2 separate regions of the Mus musculus genome follow, and region 2 is linked to region 1. Evidence: chromatin contacts called from public HiChIP or PLAC-seq data. All regions are on one chromosome and are shown on one strand. The core of a region is the stretch at or near the end of the contact, and the rest is flanking DNA. Distances in the headings are between cores, read along the strand shown.

Region 1 (6,259 bases), core at 2,806-5,305:
ATCTCTTCCACTGACTTCTCTCTAGTCTGTCCCCATAGGAAAAATCCAAGCAGAGCCCTATAGGTTCAAAGAGGTCATGGTGATCTCTATGGCCTCATGCTGTTCATCTCGCATGTAGGGTTTCTGAGAACGACGGGCTCACAGCCAAAGAACTTCCTGAAAGGCTTTTATGTATTTTTAAGGGCAAAGTCATGTCTCAGTAGCACTGTCTCCTGGATAGATTCTTTAAAAACAAAGTAACAAAAATATTTTATTATTCAATTTTAGATTCTGGGCTCTCCTGAGATTATTTTGTCTTGCTGAGAGCCTCTTTATCCTCAGCGTCTTTGTCATGTTTATTTTTATACTTATAGCAATTCATATACCCTTGTAAGAAATTTTATACTGCAAGATAAATGCTAAGCTGTAATATTGAATAACTATTTGAAACCCTAAGATAAGTATTATTGCCACCAATACAGAATCATAATCACACACTACATGAGGAGCTTCCACAAGGTCAAATCCTGGCTCAGAGGGCAAACTGGGAATGTCATTTGTCCACACCCTTGCCCTCATTTCTCCACTAAACACATTCTCTCATAAATAATCGACAACAGCCTTGGAAGTTCGGCAGGGAATCAGTATTCATAGTGCCACGACGCTCATCTTCTTTATGGTTTTTCTATTTTCTAACTTCCAGATAAAGATAAGAGGAATATTTGCCAAGGTTGGTCATTTCTTTCTTCAAATGTCTTTTACTAAACTATGTTTGTATGAGACTGGAATTGACTCCACGTACTTTATTAGCTATTGAATAGCTTCTGAAAACCCCTCAGATAGCTTCTCGCCCTATGACTAAGGGCAAGTTGAAACTCAAGTGAAACCCCCAAGGTCTGCTTGCTTCTGTGCCTCTCTCTCTCTCTCTCTCTCTCTCTCTCTCTCTCTCTCTCTCTGTGTGTGTGTGTGTGTGTGTGTGTGTGTGTGTGTGTGTGTGTGTATGTGTGTGTGTGTGTGTGTGTAAAATATATGGCACAATTTCATTTCTTCTTTGACTTTTGGAACCTGTGTGGATAACAAATCAATTATACTTAATTTTATTTATATCTTCTATAGTATAATAAAGAAATATCTTTGATGCTATGAAGCTAAGTCAAGAATGACAGCCACCCTCCTTTTATGAGCCAAGACAACAATGTGAAAGAATTTTGTGTGGTGAGTAAGAATATAAAAACTCTCATCCAGAAGGCAGCAGCCCAGAAAGACAGAAAGTAGAGGCTCATCTGGAAAAAGGAAGCAGTGTTCATCTGGCTGACACACAGAGTCATTTTTATATGCCATACGCGGGGCAATGCATGATGATTTAAAAAAAAAAAACAGTGCAGGAATAAAAATATATTCTTTAGTGTACTATGGTTTACAAGTACTTTCAACTATGCAATCTGGACAACGGAAAGAGAAGGTTCTCTCAGGCCTCCCCATCCAGACCCAGTGCCTACAGTCTCCATCAGAGAAGCCACATCTGAGGATGCTGTAGGAGTCACTGGGATGATACAGAACCGCATCACCACTGAACCGGAAACCTCACAACACCAGCAGCCATCATGGTTCAGATCTGGAATGTTTCTCAGGGGTGCACGTGGCAAAGGCTTGACACCCAGTCTGGCAATATTTGTTGATGGGAGAACCTTTAAAAGATGGGGTCTAACGGGAGACTTTTGGGTCATTGAAGGAATCTGTTTGAAGGACGTGTGGAACTCTGAGTTTTTCCTCTTTCATTTGCTCCCCCAGCCATGAGGTGAACAGATTGGAGCCACTGTGTTGCTGCAGGCTCAAAAGCAATGGGGCCAGTAAGGAAGGCACTGGAATCTCCAAAGCTATGGTCATAAGATTTTGTTGTTATTTTTTAATGTATTTATTTAATTCTGCAGTGGGGATAGAACCAGGGTGTGGCTCCTGCAAGGGAAGCTGTGGAAAACTGAAGTACGCTGCCTCCGAATCTCTCCTTTTCAGGCAAGTTACTGCAGGTGTTTGTGGGAGTGCTGAGAAGCTAACATCCCCGGGGGGGGGGGGGTGGCACAGCCCTCTGCCCTCCGATGTCTTTCTTGCAGATAGGGAAACCACAGGGCTCAATGACGTCACTAAGGTTCAAAACAGACAATGGCAGGGAGAATTCGCACCTTCTGTGACTTCTTCACTCTTTCCAGATTCTGTTTAGAAAACAGCCTACTTAGAGAAAAGTAGGAAATGTCCTCCAAAACCCTTACCCAGAAGTCAGCCAGCACTAGGAGGAAATGCTGCTGGGCTGAGAAACCTGGTATCTGGGCCCAGCTCACATTCACCAGACTGAAATGACTCTTTCACCTCCTCCCCCTCCCGCTCCCCCTTCCCCTCTCTCTATCTCTTTCTCTGTGTATGTTCTTGTTAAAAATGAATTATCCTCTCTCATCCCTAGAACCATTTAAGATTCAATTAACACCAGTCAACATTACTAGAATCTGTTCGGTAGACACCAGTGCATAGAATGCTCCCAGAGTGGTACTCAACATGTAGACTGTACCTGTGACAGACTGGGCTGGACATGCCCACACCCACCCACATGCCTCCTCCACAAGTGAAAGTGAATGAATATACTATTATATCCTAAGCATCCACTCCATTTTCTGTGTAGGCCCCATTTGTTGCTCTCTGTTAAGACAACATTGTAGGAGACCCATTGCCTCTCTGTTCCAGGATTATATGGGTCTTTTGCGATTGCCATGGCTAAGGGCCTGGAATATAAGTGAAAACCATATACCAGGCTTCTCCTTCCATGGAGCTGACAGTCCAGTCCATGGAGAATTCCAGTAAATGAGCAGAGAGAAATAAGGACGGCCAGATGAGGTTGATCGCATGGAGGCAGTAAAAAACATGAACAGAAACATGAGCCGGGCACCTTGGCTACATTCTCAGATCCCACAGGTCAGCTGACTTCACAAGCTGGTTGTACTATAGGAAGGAGTCAGTCATGTAGATATCTGGAGGAATCAGTGCTCAGTGATGGGAATAGCAGATGCCAAGACCAGAAGAACTGGCCTGTCCCACTAAAGAAGGATCAGAACAACCAATATGGGTCAAGGAGCCATAAGCAATGAGCTGCTAGTTTGCCAGGCCCTGTCACGAAAAAAGCCTTGTGGGTTGTATGTGCTACAGGTTGCATTTGATGGCCACAAGGGCTTCAAACCTCCTCGACTAAGAAATTGTTTCTATGCAAGCCTGCAAACCACTTGCCTCTTGAGAACCGCGAGCTAAATAATTCTGAGTAATTTATGAATTACTCAGACGCCAACATCATTACAGTGGAAAGCACCCCAGGAACGTGTAGGGAAGAGGGCCAAGGATGATGCACGGGAGATACAAATATTTACAAGTCTACAGAGAAGCTTGCCAAGCCGAATGGCAGCCACGGTGGTCTGGACAAGGCAGAGACATGGCGTCCCTAAAGCTAAAGAACATCCAGAGCTGTCTGCAGTGCTCCTACGAGATCAAAGGCACTGGACAAGTGACCTTCGGATTTGGCAGCCTGGGGTCAGGGAGAGGTTCTGAGAGATCAGTCAAGAGGTTCTGAGAGTAAGGAAGGAGTAGAGAGGTGTGGCACCCTGCCTCTTTTAATAGCTGGGTCGTCTAAGATCCGTGTGCAGCCTGGAAGGGATGGTGGCAGGCCCTTTTCTAAAGATAGAAGACTGCTGATCTTGCAGAGCTGCGAGTTCTAGAGAGTAACGGATAAGTTTTGCTGCAAAGTGAGCCAAGGAGCCAGGAGCTGCCATCTCTGAACGAAACCCCGCGCTGGGGTCTCGAACCACCAGCAGGCTACGCTTCCCTCAGTGACAGCTTGGCTAGTGAACACGCACCACGGGTCCAGCCCCTCGCTGGTCGCAGGGCCGCCCCGCCCTTCACGTACACACGCGCCCTGTCATCCTTCCCATACAATAGCCTTGGAGTCGTACGTGGCGCTGGCCGCTGCGCATGCTCCACAAGGACGGGCGGGGCGAGGCGAGGCGGCTCACAGAGTTCGGGTGGGCGGGACCGTGCCACGCAGCCGTTTGGAGCCACGCCCCCCTGCCCGGGGCGGCAGTGCGCGTTCCCGAGCAGCGCGCGCCTCACGCCTTCCCCCGAGTCCTCGCGCGCGCACTGACGCCCACCCCGCGGCTGCCGTCGCCCCTCCGAAAACCAGCGGCGCCATGTCTTCGCCTCCAGAAGGAAAGCTGGAGACCAAAGCTGGACACCCGCCCGCCGGTACTGACTGGTTTGCACTATGTCTTGGGGCGCCGGGAGGGGACAGGGCAGGATCGGGGTCCCAGTGCCCCGGTGCCCCTTGCTTGTGTGCTGCGCAGGCGCGCAGGTGAGCGGGCCCGGGGTGCAGGTGAGCGGGTCGCGGGATCCAGCCCTCCCCGGCGGGGACACCCTAGTTGTACAAGTCAAAACTCAAAAGTAGGCAGTTTTTATGAGATTGCACAGATGTTTGCGTGGGAGACCCCCAACAATTAAAAGGTAGTGTTGTATCATGATGATTAATCGTGGGCTGACAGCATTTCACACTGACAGACCAAAGAAGCGGAAATAATTATGATCATTAATCACCCGGCATGACTTCCTTTATTCATTTAATTTTCGCATCCAACTCCCTCTTGAAAGTGGTTAAAACGGTATTTTTTTAAAGCAAACCCGGAACTTCTGAGCCAAAACTTCTTTTTACTGGCAGTTCAGTCCAGTAAAGAGCCACCTCTCTTAGGAAATGGTGAGCAACCTTTGTGTGCCTTGGGCAGCCGCCTCCACTCAGTTCCTGTTTGTTCCTCCATGGCTGGAGGAGTTGGCATTTCTACTGCCCTTTCTGGTGGCAGAGATACCTGTGGAAGCACCACAGAGAGCCAGCCTGGAAACCGTGGGTCCTAGAAGCCAAGTCTCCTGTGGTATAAAACCAGGGCATCTCCCTGCAGACCTTGGAGGACTGTGTGGGGTAGGGACACATCTGTACCATCTTTCTGTAGTAAAAACTTAGACTCTCCAGCTGCTGGCCCCACTGGAGAACAGGAGGAGAGAGGAAACTGCCTTTAAAGTATGCTGTATTTCAAAGCTGATTCACTATGACAGTGCTTCTCAACTCGCCTAACTGGGGTTAGGAGTTATAGCTACGGGAGTCTTTGTGTTCAGTGTAAGATACTATGCTAGAGTATGGAAGGCTCTGGGTTCAATTCTCACTTCTTACAATACAAATTAACTTGTGGAAAGATTACCTTTAAGATACTGGCTCCTATCCCTAACCAAGTCTGTCCGCAATGGGTACCGGCTTGCTTCGCCAGTGGCGTCTCACTGAGTATATTAAACCACCTTCAGGGTAGGCCCTATGCCCCAGTAAATAGATGGCCAACGCAAAACGAACTCAGTGGTATTTTTGTAGACTTCCTGTCTCATGTGGTTTTCTTTGAGCATTTTTTAAAATCTTACTAGTGTATTGCTTGTGTATTTTGGTTTGTGGTTTTGTGGACTCTGTGTGTGTGTGTGTGTGTGTGTGTGTGTGAGAGAGAGAGAGAGAGAGAGAGAGAGAGAGAGAGAGAGGTATGGTGGGTAGGAATTGGGGGAAAAGTTGGAGAGAGGAAAAACATAATCAGACTATATTGTATGAAAAAAATCTACTAAAAAAACATAAACAAAACAACAACAGCAAACATTTCCTTTAAGGAACACCTTGACCTTTAATTCCTAAAGGAGTAGTTTGTGTCTACCTGCCTGAGGCTCTGAGCTGCTTGGTGTGGCCTGCACAGTAGGATCACATGACTGATTCTCCCAAGATAAGGAGTTCATTAGTGTGTGCTGTTGGAAAGGCATTGTGTCAAAATAGCACTAATTAAATTACATGTAGAGACTATTCACATGGACATCTTAGGATCGGAGGAAGAAAAACACACATGGGGGAAATTTGACATGAGAGTTCTGATTTTTCTTTAGTTTGTAAACAGGCTTTTGGGTTGGAAATGAAATACATTGTTTGTGCCTGCAGAGAGAGCCACGAGCGCACATTGTTAGAGTCTTGAGGAACACCGCTGGGCTCCTCTGGGACTCTGCGTTTCTCACCTGAATTTAGAGGCTGTAGCTGACGGTGGATCTCTGGGCCAGCCTTGGGGTTGTCAGCCACCCGCGGCTGGGCCCAGCCTTGGGGCTGTATCTCTTGCTTCTTTGCCTCTGTTTGTTCCTCTAGTTAATCAAACAGATAAATTTAGGTGACCTTAGGTCATTTACCTGA
Region 2 (6,259 bases), core at 2,700-5,199, 190 kb after region 1:
CTAGGGGATATCTGGGTGCAGCTCACCCCACTGGGTAATACAGGTAGGTCTCCCACATCCCAACACACTGAAACAACCCAAAGGCTCAGAAGGTAGGCTGACTTGAGGTTCTTGAAACTGCAGAAAGTGGGATTCTCATGTGACTGTCCCACCCAGGATCAGAGAATCAAAGCTGCATTTCAACAAGGCATCGGCAGGGTGGACACAGGGGCAAGCTAGAGCAACCTGCTCCAGCCCAGAGCCTTGGCTGCTGATCAGAGAGTGAAGACCTGAGAGAACAGAACAGGGCCACCCCCACCCCAACTCCAGCTGCTATTGAATTCAAATGTTAACTGGGGAACGTGCTGACAGCCAAGCAGATGATCTCTTGCTGCTTGCGCATCCTTCTGAAGACTCCTTGTTTCTCTGAAAACGGCTGATGTCAGGTCCTGCACAAAGGTCCCGCCTCTGCTCCAAGGAATTCAGGCACAAAGTCCAGAAACCATGGAAAGGAAAGAGCAGACACGGGGATAAAGAGGCTACAAGATACAACCAGATGACTCTCCTTTTCATCTCTTCAGTTAAACCATAGCTAGATTCGGGGGTGGGGGGTGGGGGCTGTGGGGTGGGCAGGGGGCAGCGACTCAGTGATAGAGCACTTGCTTAGCTTGCACAAAGCCCCAGGGTTCAGTGCCTAGCCTGTAGGGGGGTGGGGGTGGGGGGAGGAGAGGAGAGAGAGAGAGAAAGAGAGAGAGAGAGGGAGAGAGAGGAGTTGTGAACTCAAGGGCAGCACTGAGACCTGGGTTGTAGCTTAATGGTAGAGCTCTTGCTCGCCATATGCAAGGTCCTGTGTTCAGTCCCCAGCACTTGGGGGAGGGTGGCTGGGAGAAGTATGGGGGAGGGGTGTAAAGAGATACTCTGTGGGAAGATGGATCCCTCACTGTCAGGAGCATCATCCAGCCTCGAGTGGGAGAAAGATGAGCTCCCATCAACCCTCTCACTGCAGGCTGCTTACAGCCTATTGTGAGACTCCAAAATCAGAGGAAATGGCCTCAGCCAACAGCCATGCCCAGCTCTTCCTGTTTCAGAGACAGCCGGACTGGAATGACAGCGTTAGCCAGAAGCTGATGGCCCCAAGGGCATCCATCAAAGGATGAAACTTAGTCCTCTCCACTTCAAGACGCAACAGTGAGCCTTTACTTGCCTAACCCAGACCCCAGTTACTCAGAATCTTGTTAGCTGGTTGAGGTGGGTAACCACACTAAACACCACGCTCAGAGACCAATCTGAAATGTTGCAATAACATAACAACTCTGGGGTCTTCCTGGGTGCTGCCATCTGCCTGAGTGAGGACAGCTGTCCCTCATTGTTACATTCCTAACACCTCACATCTCCACCCCAGTTCCTGGTCACACACAAGGCACGGGCTTATTGTGGGTATCACAGAGGAAAAGACAGTCGCTTCTTAAAAGATGGCTTTAGGAACAGGGACTGGCCAGGTGGCGGCAACAGAGCCGAGGAAAAGGGTATGCCTACCTGGAGTGTCCTGGGCTGCCGAGTCAAAGCACCACATATGGTGGATTAAACAGAGGAGCTTGCCGGCACAGTCCTCACGCACTGAAAGTTTGAAACCTGCAAGGGAGGATCCTCTAGTGTGGTCTCTGTGAACCCAGACAACTGGCTAACTAACTAACTAACTAACAGTATTATAAGCATCACTGGTTATTGAGCAATACCCACATATTGTGTTCAACATTTATGGTGGTGTGCTGGCTAGTTTTATGTCAACTTGACACAAGCTAGAGTTACCTGAAACAAACAAACCTGTGAGAGGAAATGCCTCCATGAGATCCAGCTGTAAGGCACTTTTTAAAAATTAGTGATTGAATGGGGAAGGACCCAGCCCATTGTGGGTGGTGCCTTCCCTGGGCTGGTGGTTCAGGGCTTTATAAGAAAGCAGGCTGAGCAAGCCATGGAGAGCAAACCAGTGAGCAGTATCCCTCCATGTCCTCTGCATCAGCTCCTGCCTCCAGTTTCCTACTCTGAGTCCCTGTCCCGATTTCATTCAGTGATGGACGACAGTGTGCAAGCGTAAGCCAAGTAAATCTTTCCTCAAGTTGCTTTTGACCATGGTGTTTCATTCCAACAACAGAAACCCTAAGACAGGTAGACATTCATTTTATAAGACCGCTTTCAACCTATATTTCTGTTTCTAAGAAATAGTTATCAACACACACACACACCATACACACTCACTACTCTTGGGTCAGGGTCATGGAAGAGTATATAATTTAAGATTAGAGCTAGGCATTGGCTTAAATTGTAAAAGCTGCTTACATGGGAAATCCAGAGCAAGTTCTCTTAAAAGCAGTTGAAACAGACAGGCACACAGTAGGATAGCAATCTTAAGCCATGAGTGACCTTAAGGTGTGTTATTAACTCTAGCTGTGAGGTCCAGCAAAAGTTCCAGTCTTCTAGAAAGTAAGAAATGTTCTTCTCGTGACGTGTTGCTGCAGTAACATCCCTGGTCAGAGGAAAAGGTCCTGAGTAATGTTTCTGGCCCCCGAGGAAAGACACTACGTTCTGAATACTTAGGTCATTAATAGCTAAAGAAACCTTCTAAGATGACTATCGGGCCAAAGAATTCAAGTAGAGAGCAATGGTATACTCCTGCCCTCTCATTTAAATAACAAATGGGTCTGTCAATCACCTGGACAGGAAAAGAGTCTTCAGAAAAGCTGTCTGTTTTAGGGATTTTAAGAAATAGTTTAATGACGCCCTAAAATGTAGGCAGGCACAGTGGTGTATCTGTCCATTGTCTAAGCCTTTGCTTTGTGTTGTCGCAAGCCCCAAGTTCCCCGTGGACCTCATATGAATTCTTTCAGTGAAGATTACAAAGACCAGAGATGTCTAGGAAGTCTAGAGCAAAATCTCCATGAGAATGGCGACAGAATCTTGGTCATCTAAGGACCAGCTACAGTCTCCAGCAACTAAAGCATTGTTTGGCATGGGAAACAGGGGATGGGGAGGAACCAGTGTCCATCCTCATTGCTAGCTTAAGCCGGCATGTGGGTCCACAAGGAAGCCTGTTCCCCTCCACTCTCTCAGGCACCCAAAGTGGGACCCCCACTGGGATAAGTGAGATCCCAGAACCAACTGAAAGAAGATATGCTCTCACCTCCTATGGCTCCAACACAAGTTCTCTGTGTGTCCACAGTGTGAACTCAAGAGCTAGGACTGGCCCAGGCTCAAGCAGATCTCCCTGCCAGGCTGGCTCACCCACCCCCTCCCCTGTGAGTCTCACTGTAACCATGTGGGTCGGCCATCTTGCTGGCGTCCATGCTCCTGGCTGACGGATTTTTATCTTGTCTGTCCTCCAGCCTGGTTGACTCTAAACTCTACTCCACGCCTGCAAAATCGATCTGCATCCTCCCCCACCCCCCACCCCCGCTAAGACCCCTTGGACCCACCACAGGGGGAGGAGCTTACAGAGATAGCTGCAGAGTCTGCCTCTCCCCTCATCCCTCCACAGAGCCCTGCTCTTTTCTCTCCCAGCAGGAGAGTGCGGGCTGCCTAGGAACAAACCCTGTAGTTTGGAAGTCGAGCAGTGCTCTTTTGGTTTATTTATCTTCCTGAAGCTTTGTCTATTTTGGGTCTCACATATTCTGAGAAGGCTTGAGCTGTTACCCTTGCTCAGGGTGGGGTAGGAGTGCTTGTCTTAAGCCAAGTTGAGAAACATTTCTCAGGCTTTCGTAGGCTCGCCCAGCACCAGGGCAGTCTCACCTGGCTGCCTGCCGAGTAATCGCTGCAGACCATCTGGGCCAGGCCCTCCCCACGGCCATATCTGTTGTTCTCAAAAAAGAAAGAACACTTCCCTTTCCTGTAGAGAAGTTCTGTTCTGGGTAGAGCAGGGCTTCTCCTCACAGCATGCCATCGCCCGCTCCATCACTCCACCCAAGTCGCACGGCAGTCATGTGATCCAGGCCCGCCTGTGTCATGGCATACTTGTTCCTGACAGGACTGATTGCTCCAGTGTGCACATGTGGCTGAAGCTAGCCCACTCGTGCTCTGTGGAGCTGCTCACGTTGAGTCCGAATGGAGTCTGAGGGATTTGTAAACTCAGTAAGTACACCCCGTCTCAGGCTGTACCAGCCTGATTTTCTACTATTCAGAGGTTTCCTGAACACCGGCGGAAGGAGCAGTGCCCACCTCAGACAAGCCCCAGATCAAAGTCGGAGCCTGAGGAAGTCTTCACTTCCTTCTGAAGCCTGTTCCAGTCCTAAAGGCCCCAGACTTGGAGCTCCGCGGAGTCCTACATCATTCTGCTCTCAGTCTGAACTGCTTTGAACTTGATTTGTCATTTGTCACTAAAAAGGTTCTAAAAGATCCCCATCCTGGAAGTCTTTCAGTGGCTGCCATGGTGGAGTCAGCATCTTAGCCTCTCAATGTAGCTCCAAGCCCCGCGTTTCCTCAGTGGAAACAGAGCTCCTGCCCTTGATCTTCAAAGGTGCAGGTTCCTGCTGGGCTCTTCCCGCCCCTTGCTCCCTCTGGATGCCGCTGCAGCTGGGCAGCTGCACTATTCCGTGTGAGTCAGGCAATCAGCTGCCTCTGTTTTCATCGCTTCATCGTCAGCCTGGGAGCCTCTAGTTAAAGCAGTTTTGCAACCCAGAATGTCTCTGATTAATAATATTCACAGAGCCTTCAAACTCACCTGGAGGCTTGTGAACTCAGTGTCTGTGAACATACGGTGCTGTAGTAAAGGTGGAGTTAAAAAAAAAATCGTCAGAAGGCAGTGGCTGGAGACGGTTCAGTAGGTTTCAAAAGGAATACTTACTCCTTTTGCAGAGGACTAGACTTAGTTCCTGACACCCACAACAGGCAGTTCACAGCTCCATCTCCGTGGGATATGATGCCCTCTGCTGGCCGCCATGGCCAACTGCACGTATGCAAGCCCACATATGCGCGCGGCACACACAGACACACAATTTAAAAACTAAAAAAAAAAAAAAAGAAGAAGAAGGAGAAGGAGAAGAAGAAGAAAAAGAAAACAGACCTAAAAAAAAAATCTTTTCAGAAGTGGAAGGATGCTGAGCAATTTGTATAGAGGCAACACTGAACTGCTTCAATCTCTGCTCACTTGACATCATACTAGCATAGCATCATGCATATGCTAGTATTTCTCTTTTTTAATAAAATATTTTATTTATTATTATAAATAAGTACACTGTAGCTGTCTTCAGACACACCAGAAGAGGGCATCAGATCTCATTACAGATGGTTGTAAGCCACCATGTGGTTGCTGGGATTTGAACTCAGGACCTTCGGAAGAGCAGTCAGTGCTCTTAACCACTGAGCCATCTCTCCAGCCCGCTAGTATTTCTAAAACAGTAGAATCTGGCAAAGTTTTTTTTTTTCAAAACATCTTTTAAGCCACATTTTCAACAGTTTTTTTTCAGTATATTTATTACTTAAAAACTTAATTTTTATAAAATGTAAGTGAACTGCAGCAACATTTTACCACATTGGGAAAAATAAAAATAAAAGCAAATAATACATTAATAATAAAATAAAAAAAAGTAAAAACAATAATTCCAGCTGGGCAATTGTGGCACACACTTTTAATCCCAGCACTTAGAAGGCAGAGGCAGGTGGATCTTGTGAGTTCAAAGCCAGCCTGGTCTACAGAGCAAGAGCTAGGACAGCCAGGGCTACACAGAGAAATCCTGTCTCAAAAAACCAGTAATAATAATAATTCCATTGATAATTTTAAAGGAAAATCCTGACCAGCCCAAGCAATCCTAAAGAGAAAGATTGCAGCTAGAGGTATCACAAAACCTGACTTCAAGTTGTATTACAGTGCTGTAGGGTCGATGCTAGCCTGGTCTTGGCATTGAAAACAGGTCAACCAATGGAACAGTTTGCATTGCCCTGACTACTAGGGATGTTGAACACTTTGAAGAATAGTTATTGGCTATTTTTACTTCTTCGTGTTTTGCATTTGCTCCTTTGTTGATCTGTAGTATTGTTCCCTTCATGTTTGGGCTAGGGCTGTTTGTTCTGCCTGTTAGCCCTCTGTCTGAAGTACAGATATCAAGAGACTCCTATCCTAGGCTGTGGGTTCTACTGATCATTTCTTCTGCTATGCAGAGAACTTTTAAGGCAAGGCAGTCTCACCTGCTGCTTCTTGGAGCTATTTTGAGATACCAGCTAACTCCAGTCAAAATGGCTATTGTCAAGAAGTCTGACAACAAATGACAGAGAGGGTATGGAGGGGAAGAAA

Evidence for each region. HiChIP or PLAC-seq counts read pairs in DNA pulled down with a chosen protein or histone mark.
Region 2: a contact with region 1 is called in an H3K27ac HiChIP or PLAC-seq map of embryonic stem cells, with 7 read pairs. The contact joins the enhancer-like site here to the promoter of Dap in region 1. A contact is called at or near these places in 1 of 15 datasets of contacts at CTCF or cohesin (embryonic stem cells), 7 of 484 Hi-C or Micro-C datasets (the Ba/F3 cell line, LSK cells, embryonic stem cells and 3 more), 3 of 115 datasets of contacts at active chromatin or transcription factors (bone marrow-derived macrophages, embryonic stem cells and microglia) and 2 of 9 other capture datasets (adipose tissue and liver).

What each region holds. Positions count from the first base shown.
Region 1 is chr15:31,220,330-31,226,588 of GRCm38.p6, forward strand. It overlaps Dap (death-associated protein), which reads left to right and starts at 4,056. Exons shown (of 4, transcript NM_146057.3): 1 at 4,056-4,254. The coding sequence starts at 4,200.
Region 2 is chr15:31,414,347-31,420,605 of GRCm38.p6, forward strand. No RefSeq gene overlaps it. Among named protein-coding and RNA genes, the nearest start is that of Gm41286, 8.8 kb to the left of the region's middle. Within about 2 kb of position 3,950, at least 128 of the 459 cell types and tissues checked have an H3K27ac peak or open chromatin away from gene starts, as enhancers often do. A contact at or near this core is called in the Ba/F3 cell line, LSK cells, adipose tissue and 4 more, where this site is marked.